2 separate regions of the Rattus norvegicus genome follow, and region 2 is linked to region 1. A link is a contact called in public Hi-C data. All regions are on one chromosome and are shown on one strand. Each heading gives the region's core, a stretch centred on a gene start, on an enhancer-like site or on the middle of the called end of the contact. The rest is flanking DNA. Distances are from core to core; before and after follow the strand shown. Region 1 holds the start of Wiz (WIZ zinc finger). Region 2 overlaps Cyp4f39 (cytochrome P450, family 4, subfamily f, polypeptide 39).

Evidence for each region. A called contact is a pair of places that touch in the nucleus more often than the background predicts.
Region 2: a Hi-C map of the A7r5 cell line shows a contact between it and region 1, with 5 times the contacts expected there. The contact joins the enhancer-like site here to the promoter of Wiz in region 1. A contact is called at or near these places in 5 of 12 Hi-C or Micro-C datasets (the A7r5 cell line, kidney, liver and 2 more).

The regions. Positions count from the first base shown.
Region 1 is chr7:12,042,660-12,047,647 of GRCr8, reverse strand. Wiz (WIZ zinc finger) reads left to right here and starts at 1,861. Exons shown (of 13, transcript NM_001427399.1): 1 at 1,861-2,006; 2 at 3,473-3,735. The coding sequence starts at 3,531. Rasal3 (RAS protein activator like 3) reads left to right here. Exons shown (of 17, transcript NM_001414936.1): 17 at 1-558. The coding sequence ends at 156.
Region 2 is chr7:12,152,051-12,156,730 of GRCr8, reverse strand. Cyp4f39 (cytochrome P450, family 4, subfamily f, polypeptide 39) reads right to left here. Exons shown (of 14, transcript NM_001399679.1): 12 at 2,779-2,843; 13 at 2,147-2,229; 14 at 655-1,731. The coding sequence ends at 1,500. Among named protein-coding and RNA genes, the nearest start is that of Cyp4f17, 16 kb to the left of the region's middle. Within about 2 kb of position 1,485, at least 7 of the 93 cell types and tissues checked have an H3K27ac peak or open chromatin away from gene starts, as enhancers often do.

The DNA.
Region 1 (4,988 bases), core at 612-3,111:
GAGCACCGCATGACTGAGATGGAATGTTCTCAGAACCAGCTGAGGGATACCCTCCAAAGCCTACAGCTTCTTTCAAAAACTCCAGGATCTCGGAGCCAGCCCCCGCCTCTCAAAGCACCATGTGTCAATGGAGCTGATCTGTCGATGGGCACCTGAGTATTTCACCCCACTCCATACAGTCTGGAAGCCAGGAGAGCCACTACAGAGGATTTTCTGACTACCTCAGTCCTTCATGGCCCTTAGTAGGGGACAGAGTGGGAGGTGTCAATCACTCTGGTAACTGTGAGGTTGCCCAGTAAATCTCCATTTCAGAAAATCACTGGTTTCTCTGCCCCTACAAAGATTAATGCAAGAGCATACCCAGTTCTCTACTCAGCTCCCCCAAATTCTTACCTAATTTGAAGTCTCCCGAAGATGAAAATGATTAGCAAAATTGTCCTCACTATTGGTGTGATCTAAGGTCATCACTCTAAAAGACTCCATTCTCTCTTCTGTATCTAAAAATTCTCTGCATAGTTAAAGGTATTCAATAAAAGGTATTTATCATTGTTGTGGGAACCACCTGCTTTTCCATGATGCACAGATCTCCCGCCCACCTATCCCACCTCATCCCCTGCCAATACCTCAAGTTCTGAGTGACAGAATCTTTCTAGACTTTGTCTAGAAAGACAATGCAGGTACCTTTATGGCAGGGAGAGCAATGGGTCTGAGAGGCAGATGAAGGAACGGACTGTGCATGAGAACACGGTTGAGTTCTATGGCTGGTTGAGTAAGGTGGATGAACCAATAGGCAGGTGACTAGGTTAGCTAATTCACTGAACATTTGACCTGCTGTAAGGCAGATCATGAATCAAAATAGACAGGTCTACTTAGAGAAGGCTGACACAAAATAGGAAATTAACACTTGAACTAAATGAGTAAACACGCACACACACACACACACACACACACACACACACACACACACACACACACCTCACGTTTATCGAGGTCTTTTGGGACTCCCAAATGAGTCATGGGAAAATGACTCCTGTCTTCTTCATTTGGTGAAGACAATATACAACTGATGGGTGACTCTATGGGTGGATGTTGGTAGGACTGTTGAATCCCTTGATTCTGTGGAAAAATAGAAGTGATGGTGGGCTGGTATGTGGAATATGGGTGAATAGGTTAAGTGGACTTTTGGATAGACGAGTAGGTGTTAGAAAGGTAAATGGATAGGTGATTTGTTTATTCGGTTGTTGAGTGGTTGATAGATTGAGCATGTAGATAAATGGGTAGACAAATGAGTGATGGGTGGGAGAAAGACAACCAGTTTGTGATGTATGCATACGGTCTAGTCTGGAGGCTATGATCCTGAAGGCTAGGTGGAGGAGAGCTTAGCATTGAGAACAGACATAAAGTAATGGAGATGTTGAAGTCCAATACAAACAACGAGAAAAGAAAGAAAAGTGTCCTTATGATTGGGAGAGTCTGAAAGCTAAGGACTGACTGACTGGATGGAGTCATCAATGATTCATGAATGACCCAAGAGAAAACTTCTATGCTTCCCTCCCACTCACCTGTTATTAACAAACCTAGATGTTATTAACAAACCTAGTATAGGAAGACCCAGTGGGGTGCAGAGGACAGGTTGTTGTCATGGTAACAGAGCCCCTCCCTCGACGCTAAGGTCCTGCGGGCCCTTTAAGGGTGACCTGCTTGGCCACTCCCAATATGGCGGCGCGCCCGTTGGATCCCCCCGCCCCCCGGAGTGGCACAAGGGGGGGCAGACCTCCTCATCATGGCGGCGCGGCGGGGCTGTCGCGCTGAGGTCACGTCGGCGCGCCGGGGGGGGAGGGGCGGGGCGGCGGGGGGACCGATTTAAAGGGACAATGTCCCCCGAGCTGTGGAGGCAGCGGCGGCTGCGGAGGCCGTGGCACCCGCACCAAGAGCTGCAGCAGCTGTAGTGGAAGCGACGGCCCGGCGAAGTAAGGGAGTTCCCAGCCAGCGACTACGCCTCCCCGGTGAGGCCCGACCCAACCCGGGAAGCTCGCGGGCGGGGCGGAGCTGGAACGGGGAGGGGAGGCCTGGGCCCGGTCCGGCCGGGCGGGACCCCCTGGGGCGGGGGGCGGGGCGGGGCCTGCAGGGGCGGGGCCTGGCCGGGGGCGGGGCTGTACAGGTGGGGGGAGGGGCGGGGGTCTCGAGGCAGGTGTCTCCCCCCCACCTCAGCTCGTCCCGCGGGGTCTCCCGCCCCGAGGTGCACGGGCGAAGGGCGCATCCTGGGGACCCTAGCTTCCCCGCAGGGTGCGTCCGCGCAGCGCCGCCCCTACCTCTGCGACCCCTGCGGGAGGTGGGGTAGGGAACGACCATCTGGACTGGAGCCCCCTCCCCAAGCTGCCAAAGTGCTCCGAAGTTGCGGTCCTGCCCGATCCCCTCCGGCAGTGCCTACCCCAGCGGTACCCGCAGGTGCTTTCTTCAGGCCTGGGCAGGGACCCCTCCAGCCAAGACTGTCAACCCACCCCATATAGGCCCCCCGGGAGCACCCAGGCCCCCGAGGGCAACGCCTGCTACCAGGCCTGGAGCCCCGGCCCCGCCCCGGTTGCCTGGGCCCGGCCTCACCACCGTCTCCCTGGGGAGAGCGCCTCATTCCTGCCCTTCACTTTCTGCTCTACCTTGAAGGTATTTATAGGTGGAGAGGACAGTCGCCCTCCTACCCCAGGGTCCTTATTTCTGAAACCGGAGCCCTCTCGGTCCCTTTCATCCTCCGGCTAGAGCAACCGATATCGGTGGAGGATGGCAACCAGTACTATTGGAAGGTGGCAGGGTGGAGGAGCCCAGGCTTGGTATGCATGAGAGATCATGCTGAGGAGAAGGGAAGGGGTTAATGGTGGGGGTCACTCGAGAGTGTGGAGAGGTTAAGGGGTTAATAACCCTACATTCCTGGGTAGGGAGAAGGGTGTAAAGGTTGGGAAAGTGTAGGGGTAATTGATATGGGGCAACAGAAGTGAGAAAAGTATAAGGGCAAAGATTGGGGGCACTTGAGACAGTGCACTCATGAGCTGGGAGTGTGGAAGTGGCTGGGATCCTGGACACTGGATGCTTGGCAATAGGTTATGCAGTTACAGGACAGCCAGGAAGCAGCTGGACAAGGTGAAGCCGTGAGTGAGGGATGAGAGGAATAGGCGGAGGTAGAAGGATGGATGAGGGAGGACTGAGGTGACTGAGTGTAGGTGTGTAACTGAGATGAATAGAGTCCGGGAAGAAGCTGGAAAAAGAGAAAGCTTTAGTGTATTGAGGCATGCTGACAATAAAGGTGATTGGGTGACAATGGGTGAGAATGGGGCCTCAACACCACTTACCCCAGTCACTTCAACTAAGAGGTAAACTGAGGCCATAGGCCTTGAAGGAGAGGACTAGGGTCTTGAGAGGTGGGAAAACAAACAGAATTCTTTTCTTCCTCTCCTAAGGTCTTCCCTATCTTTGTCTCCAGACCCACGATGTCTTGCTGAATCTGCCAGGTCCTGAGTGAAGATCAGCGGCTAGCACCCATGGAGGGGTTACTGGCAGGTGGCCTGGCTGCCCCGGATCGTCCTCGAGGCCCAGAGAGACTGCCTGGCCCAGCTCCAAGAGAGGACATCGAGGGTGGGGCTGAGGCTGCCGAAGGGGAAGGTGATATTTTTCGATCTTCACACTACCTGCCCATCACCAAGGAAGGCCCTCGAGACATTCTGGATGGCAGAAGTGGCATTTCTGGTAAGAGGGCTCCGTGGCCCTAAAGAAGCATCCCACTTAGCCCCCAGGGCTCAGAGAGAGTCAGGTCACCCAACCCAACAGGGACTGAGTTGGGATCGGAACCTGCTTGGTGCCCAGAGCCTTCTTTAGTGCTCCACATTGTACCTTTCATTTTGCCCTTACGAAAACAGATGTCTTGGGAGCCCATGACTGGATCACAGTCCCCCAGAGGATGGTAAGGAACTGGGATTCGTACTTGTAGTGGCCTGACTCTCCCCTCGGAGCTGGACACCAGCTACATCCAAATACCCATATCAGCACTCTGAGCTCTTCACCCAAAGCCCACTTGTTCCATCTTGCAGTCTTGATGGAGCTGCAAGAGCTTGTGCCCTCTGGTGGTAAGGTAAAAGTCTGGGGAGTCAGAGATTCGAGTTACCTCTCTCCCTTGGTTTACCCCCATACAGGGCTAGCTCACACTGACCTCACCTCACAATGCATTGTTTGTTTATTAAACACCGAGCACCTGCTGTGTGCCACTTTCCGTTCTGGGTGCTGGGGGAAATAATCATAAAGAGGCGAGAGTTTCAGTCCTCCGGGGGTTGGCGTTCCAGAAGGGAAGTTGGACACAAGGAACAACTGAACAGATGTCATAAGGGCAGGTGATGATGGGGGCTATGCAGATATTAAACAGAGGGCCAGGATTGGGCCGGGGCGACTTGGGGGAAAGCCTCCGGAGAAAGTGGTATTTGAGGCACCACACGGAATGAATGGTGGGAGGTGCCCCCCCCCCCCCCGGGGTGGTGGGACAGCAAGTACAAAGGCACTGCCCAGGGGAGGAGCCTGGTGTGTTTAAGGACCTAACTGATATTTAAGGAACTGAGTTTAAGGAATCTGACGTGACAGAAGAATTGTAGACTGAGGCATCAGACGTCTCCCTTCGTTTCCTTGGTCGGCCTCCAAAAACTTGGCCCTCTTAACTTCCAAGCACCTCTTTAGCAGTTCCTACATGCCAAATTCTTTGTGTGCTCAATTCATATCATATTTAAAACCTTTGTGGGGAAAGCCTCCATTATTTCGTGTCTCGTCTTAGGGTGGGAACTCCAAAACCCTGAGGGGTGAAGTAAGGGTCCCAGACTCACAGAATCAGGCAGTAATGTGGCTCGCAACCCTCTCCCTTCTTTGTTTTATTTTGCTTTTTTATAGAACTGGGGGGTTGCACGTAGGCCCTTGCACATACTCGGCCAAAGCTGTTCCGTTGAGTTCTCTCCCAGCCC
Region 2 (4,680 bases), core at 236-2,735, 110 kb before region 1:
TACATACTACAAGCTTTCCATCTCTCCCGGGACCCTGACCCTACGCACTTGTCCTGCAAGCCCCATTCATAAGAAGCCTGCACTAACCATGTCCTTCCCAGTTCCTGCTCGTACCTCCCCTGACTCCCCTTTGCTGTTTGCTCTCGGTCCACTACCCTTCCTCCGTTCTGCTCCCACCACCCAGATGCAAACAGTTACTGTAACGAATTCCGACGAGACCTAATGCTTCCTGTGTTCTTCCCAGGCTCGGCTGACGTGGTCCAGCACTCCATTCCGAGCACACCCCCAGCCCTTGCTTTCTTGAGACTAGGTGTCCACCTGGCCCAAGCTGGAGTTGAACTCGAGATGGAACTCTTGTCACGGCTCAGCTGTCTCCCTACGTGTTCTTACTTACATAGTGCTCCACAATTTGGATGACTGATTATCCATCTCATTTAACAGACACTGAAACTGCTGTGAGCTCTTCCTGCTCTTCCCCAACCCAGGCCTTTGCTGACACTGTTCCTCTGCCTGGGATGCTCTTCCCTTCCTACGGTCCACTCAGCTTCTGCTCTTACTTCAGCCTCAGACTTCCCGTGATCCTTCGCTCCCGATACCTCTGTCAGATTCACCCAGAACCAGGGGTCTCATGTTTGAAACATTTGTCATACGTTGTAAATGATCATTTACAGGTATAATTGTTCAACTTCTGCTCCTCTCTGTTGAGAAGGAGGAACTAGGCTAGGCTATATGCCTGGCCCCACGCCAGTAGACATTGAATTATTATTGACCAAATAAACAGCGCACAAATTGTCCCAAAAAAAAAAAAAATCTGAGTTTAGTTCCAGATCAAACAACTATGTCCCAGTTGCGTCCCGACCGCCAAGAGGCCCGCCTCCCCACCTTGGTCTCCTCATCTGGGACAGGGTGAGGCAGAAGGTGTGTGGATCCTCTTGCTCTTACTCTCCTGAACCTGAGAAAACTCAGCAAAGGGACGGCGCAACCAAGGAGAAAGGGGTTTGCAAGGGTCTAGGTTTACAAAACGGCAACAAAGCAAACAGCCTAAGTCCTGAGGTTCAGCTTGAACAGTCCTTCCATGGAGCTGTGATTCAGGACTGCAGCCTCGGGCTCCAGCTTCTAAATCCTCGGTTTAGAAGCTAACCTGGGCATAGCCAGTGGGAAAGTGAGGATACAACCCCAGCGGTGAGTCTTAGGTCCGGGGAAGTTTCTGTGGGCCGGGCCTGGGAATCCGCAGGGCCAGGGTAATCTGATTTAAACTGGGGCCCGCAGCCCATGCCCGAGGGGGCGGGGCCTAGCATGATCCCCACACGCTGAGGGCCGGTGGGAGTAATTCAAGACAGAACTTTGACCCAAATCCCAAGGATGGGGTCTTGTCCTGAGGGGCGAAGTCAGCACCAACAAGCTGCTCCTCTACAAAGCTTGGTCCTCCTGTGCTTTCGAGGAGCGTAGTCAACGTCCTCAATATCTTGGGGGCGGATCCAGGCCTTTGGAGGCGTGGTCTAGGCCTGAGCGGGCGGAGCCTGAACCTCAGGTTCCGTGGGGCCTCGGGGCACTCCGGCCCGCGAGGGTAGCGGCTCCACGTTGAGCCAAAGGCCGTTCTCCGTGCGTAGAATAAGCTCCGGCTTCCTCCGCACCTTGCGGGTTCGGTCCACGCTCAGGCGGAAGCGCAGGAGTGTCAGCGCCACGACCACTCGCATCTCTGCCATGGCGAAGCTCTGCCCGATGCAGTTCCTGCAGGAAGGGTGCAAATGAGACTCAAGAATCCTTAGGACGTGCAACCCTAGAGTCAAACGTTCAAATCCTAGCACACGGCTTACTACTACCAATATGTCCTGACGGTTGACCGCCCTTATCTAAGCTTCAGTTCCTTCCTCTGTAGAACCCGAATGGTAACAGCATCACAAAGCTATTGGAAGTATGTGAGCCCAGAACCCAGAGTCTGACAGACTGGAGTGGTATCTTTTTCTCAAGGACGGAATTGCAGTCTGATTCGGAACCTTATGGCTCAGTTAGGGCAGCAGAGGGGACTTAAATTGCCAAAAATTACTCATGGGTGTGACCTGGTCCCTGCTTCCATGGGGCACACCCCTGATCTGGCTTTGCCCCTCCCATTTGTAGTGATGTTTGCGATTAGTAGAGACCTTACCTGGGACCTGCTGAGAAAGGCACAAAGGCCAGCGGGGAGCGCTGCTGTGGAATGTCTGGGTCAAAACGGTAGGGATTGTATACCTAGACAAGAATTGCCTGGGTGAGTCTGGGGACTGTCCCAACCATCCAGTCTACCTGCACCTCTACCTCTGAGGACCCCGTAGCTGGAACACCTTGAGGCCATTTACTCCAATCTATCACACACACCTATCCATGCCTGTCTCCTGTTGTCAAGCACCCGTGCTCCTTTCTACCTCAGGGCCATTGCACTTGATGTCTCCTCAGCCTGGAACAGGCCTCTCCCTGCTCTTCATACTGATTTGGTCTCAGTTCAAACATTACCTTGACTTTGGGGCCCTCTCTGGATCCCTTGAGCTTAATTCCCCTCACCCCATCTGTTTTTACCTCCTTAGAACATTTAGCAAAGCCCCCAAATGATCTCGTCTATTGACGAACTTTGCTTTAATGTCCATGAGGTGTCACTGTAGGTTATCACTGCCAAGCAGAGAAGTGTGACACACAGTAGGTGCTCAATGACTATTTGCTGACCTTGTGAATTAACGAGGACTGAGTGAGTCAGTGGGTAACAGCAGGCCCAGTCACTGCAAGCATCCCCAAGAAGGAACTTACCTTAGAGTCAGGCCACACTAAGGGGTTGTAGTGGGTCCCGTAGATGCTGACCAAGCAGATAATTCCTGGGGGGTGGGGGGCGACATTTGGAATCAGTGGAGCCCAAGGGAGTGTCTGGAAACACACACACACACACACACACACACACACACACACACACAACCTCAGTTCTTCCTTCAGTCATAGGATCCCTGAGAGCCAGCTACCACTACATCCTGTCCGTCCTTCTGCGAAGACAAGTGCTGCCCTGTCCACTCTCTCTGCCTCTTTCCCCATGGCCTCACTGTCCACACAGTCTGACAGTTTAGCTCATAGGACTGTCGTCGTTCCTTTCACCTCCCTTGGCTCCCTTCTTCCCTCTGGATAGAGTCAGGTGTTGGATGTGTTGTTCATCATCTGCACTCTGAAGTTCTGCTCCATAAACACACTTGCTCTTCTTACATCTTGGAGAAAGTGGCCTTCCATCCAGGGCTTCTCAAGCCTGTCTGCATTTTGTCCATCCCCGATGCTACATGGACAGGAATACGTGGGGCCTCTCCCTAGAGACTAGATGGTACTCAGGCCTGAGCTCCTGGTGTCACCATAATTACAGCTCGGTTCTCAGCAGTTAGATGACAACAAAACTGACCCTCGGGTCCAGCCCCTCCCCAAATGTTTAGCACGTAAAAGTGCTTCCTACGGAATCCCTAGGACAAGAGTTCAAGCCTTAGAACTCATGGTGAAAGAAGAGAATAGACTGCTGAAAACTGTTCTCTGACCTTCGTGTGTGTGTGTGTGTGTGTGTGTGTGTGTGTGTGTAGTGTGTGTGTGTGTGTATTTGTGCATGCATGTATGCACACACACCACCACCACCACCGTCATCGTCGTCGTCGTCGTCATCATCATCATCATCATCATCCTCCGCATCATCATCATCATCGTCCTATTCTTTAAAAGATGCTGACCTTCTACCATTAATGCCCACCCAGATCTAGCATGGCCTCCTCCACACTTCCCTTTCCGTCTGGATACAAGCACTTCCACCTCCTCTACACACACCTAGGTTTCCCTCGGATGATTAGTTTGGTCTACTTGATGCACTCTAGAATCACCTGAAAAGGGAGTCTCCAAGAGGGATGGCCTAGATTAGATTGATCTACAGGCATGCCAGTAAGACTTTTTCTTCTTTTTAATATTTCTATTTTATATATACTCCATGTGTGAGAGTGTGTGTATACACGACACGTGTGTGGGGGTCAGAAAGTGAGCGTCAAATTTCCTGGTACTGGAGTTATAGGTGGTTGTGAACTGTCCAGCGAGGAGCTGAGACCTCAACTCAGGCCCTTTGGAGGAACAGCAAGTGCTTTCATTTTTTAATTTTTAGGTTTATTTGTTTATTGTGTAAGTGAGTGTTTTACCTGCATGTGCATCACATGCATACCTGGTACCGACAGAGTCAAAAACAGGGTGCTGGATCCCCTAGAGCCAGAGTTAGAGATAGTCGTGAGCCAGTACTCTTACAGTGCCCAGCCATGTCTCCAGCACCCATAAGAGATTTCCTTCATTGATTACTTAGGATAGAAAGACATACTGAATGTGGGTGGCACCCTTGCACGGGCGAGGGCCTGGACCCAATAAAGACAAGAGAATTGAACGCTGGCGTGCATGCGTGTAGCCATCCACCGCTCTTTGCTCTTGTCTGTGATGCAATATGACTAAGTGTTTCATGTCTCTGTCACTCTGACTCCTCTGCCACGACCGGCTATAACCGGGAATCGTGAGCCAGACAAACGCTCTACCCCTGGAGTTGCTTTCGTTGGGTTATATTATCGCTTCGACAAGAAATGAAACTGAGGGGTTGGGGATTTAGCTCAGTGGTAGAGCGCTTGCCTAGGAAGCGCAAGGCCCTGGGTTCGGTCCCCA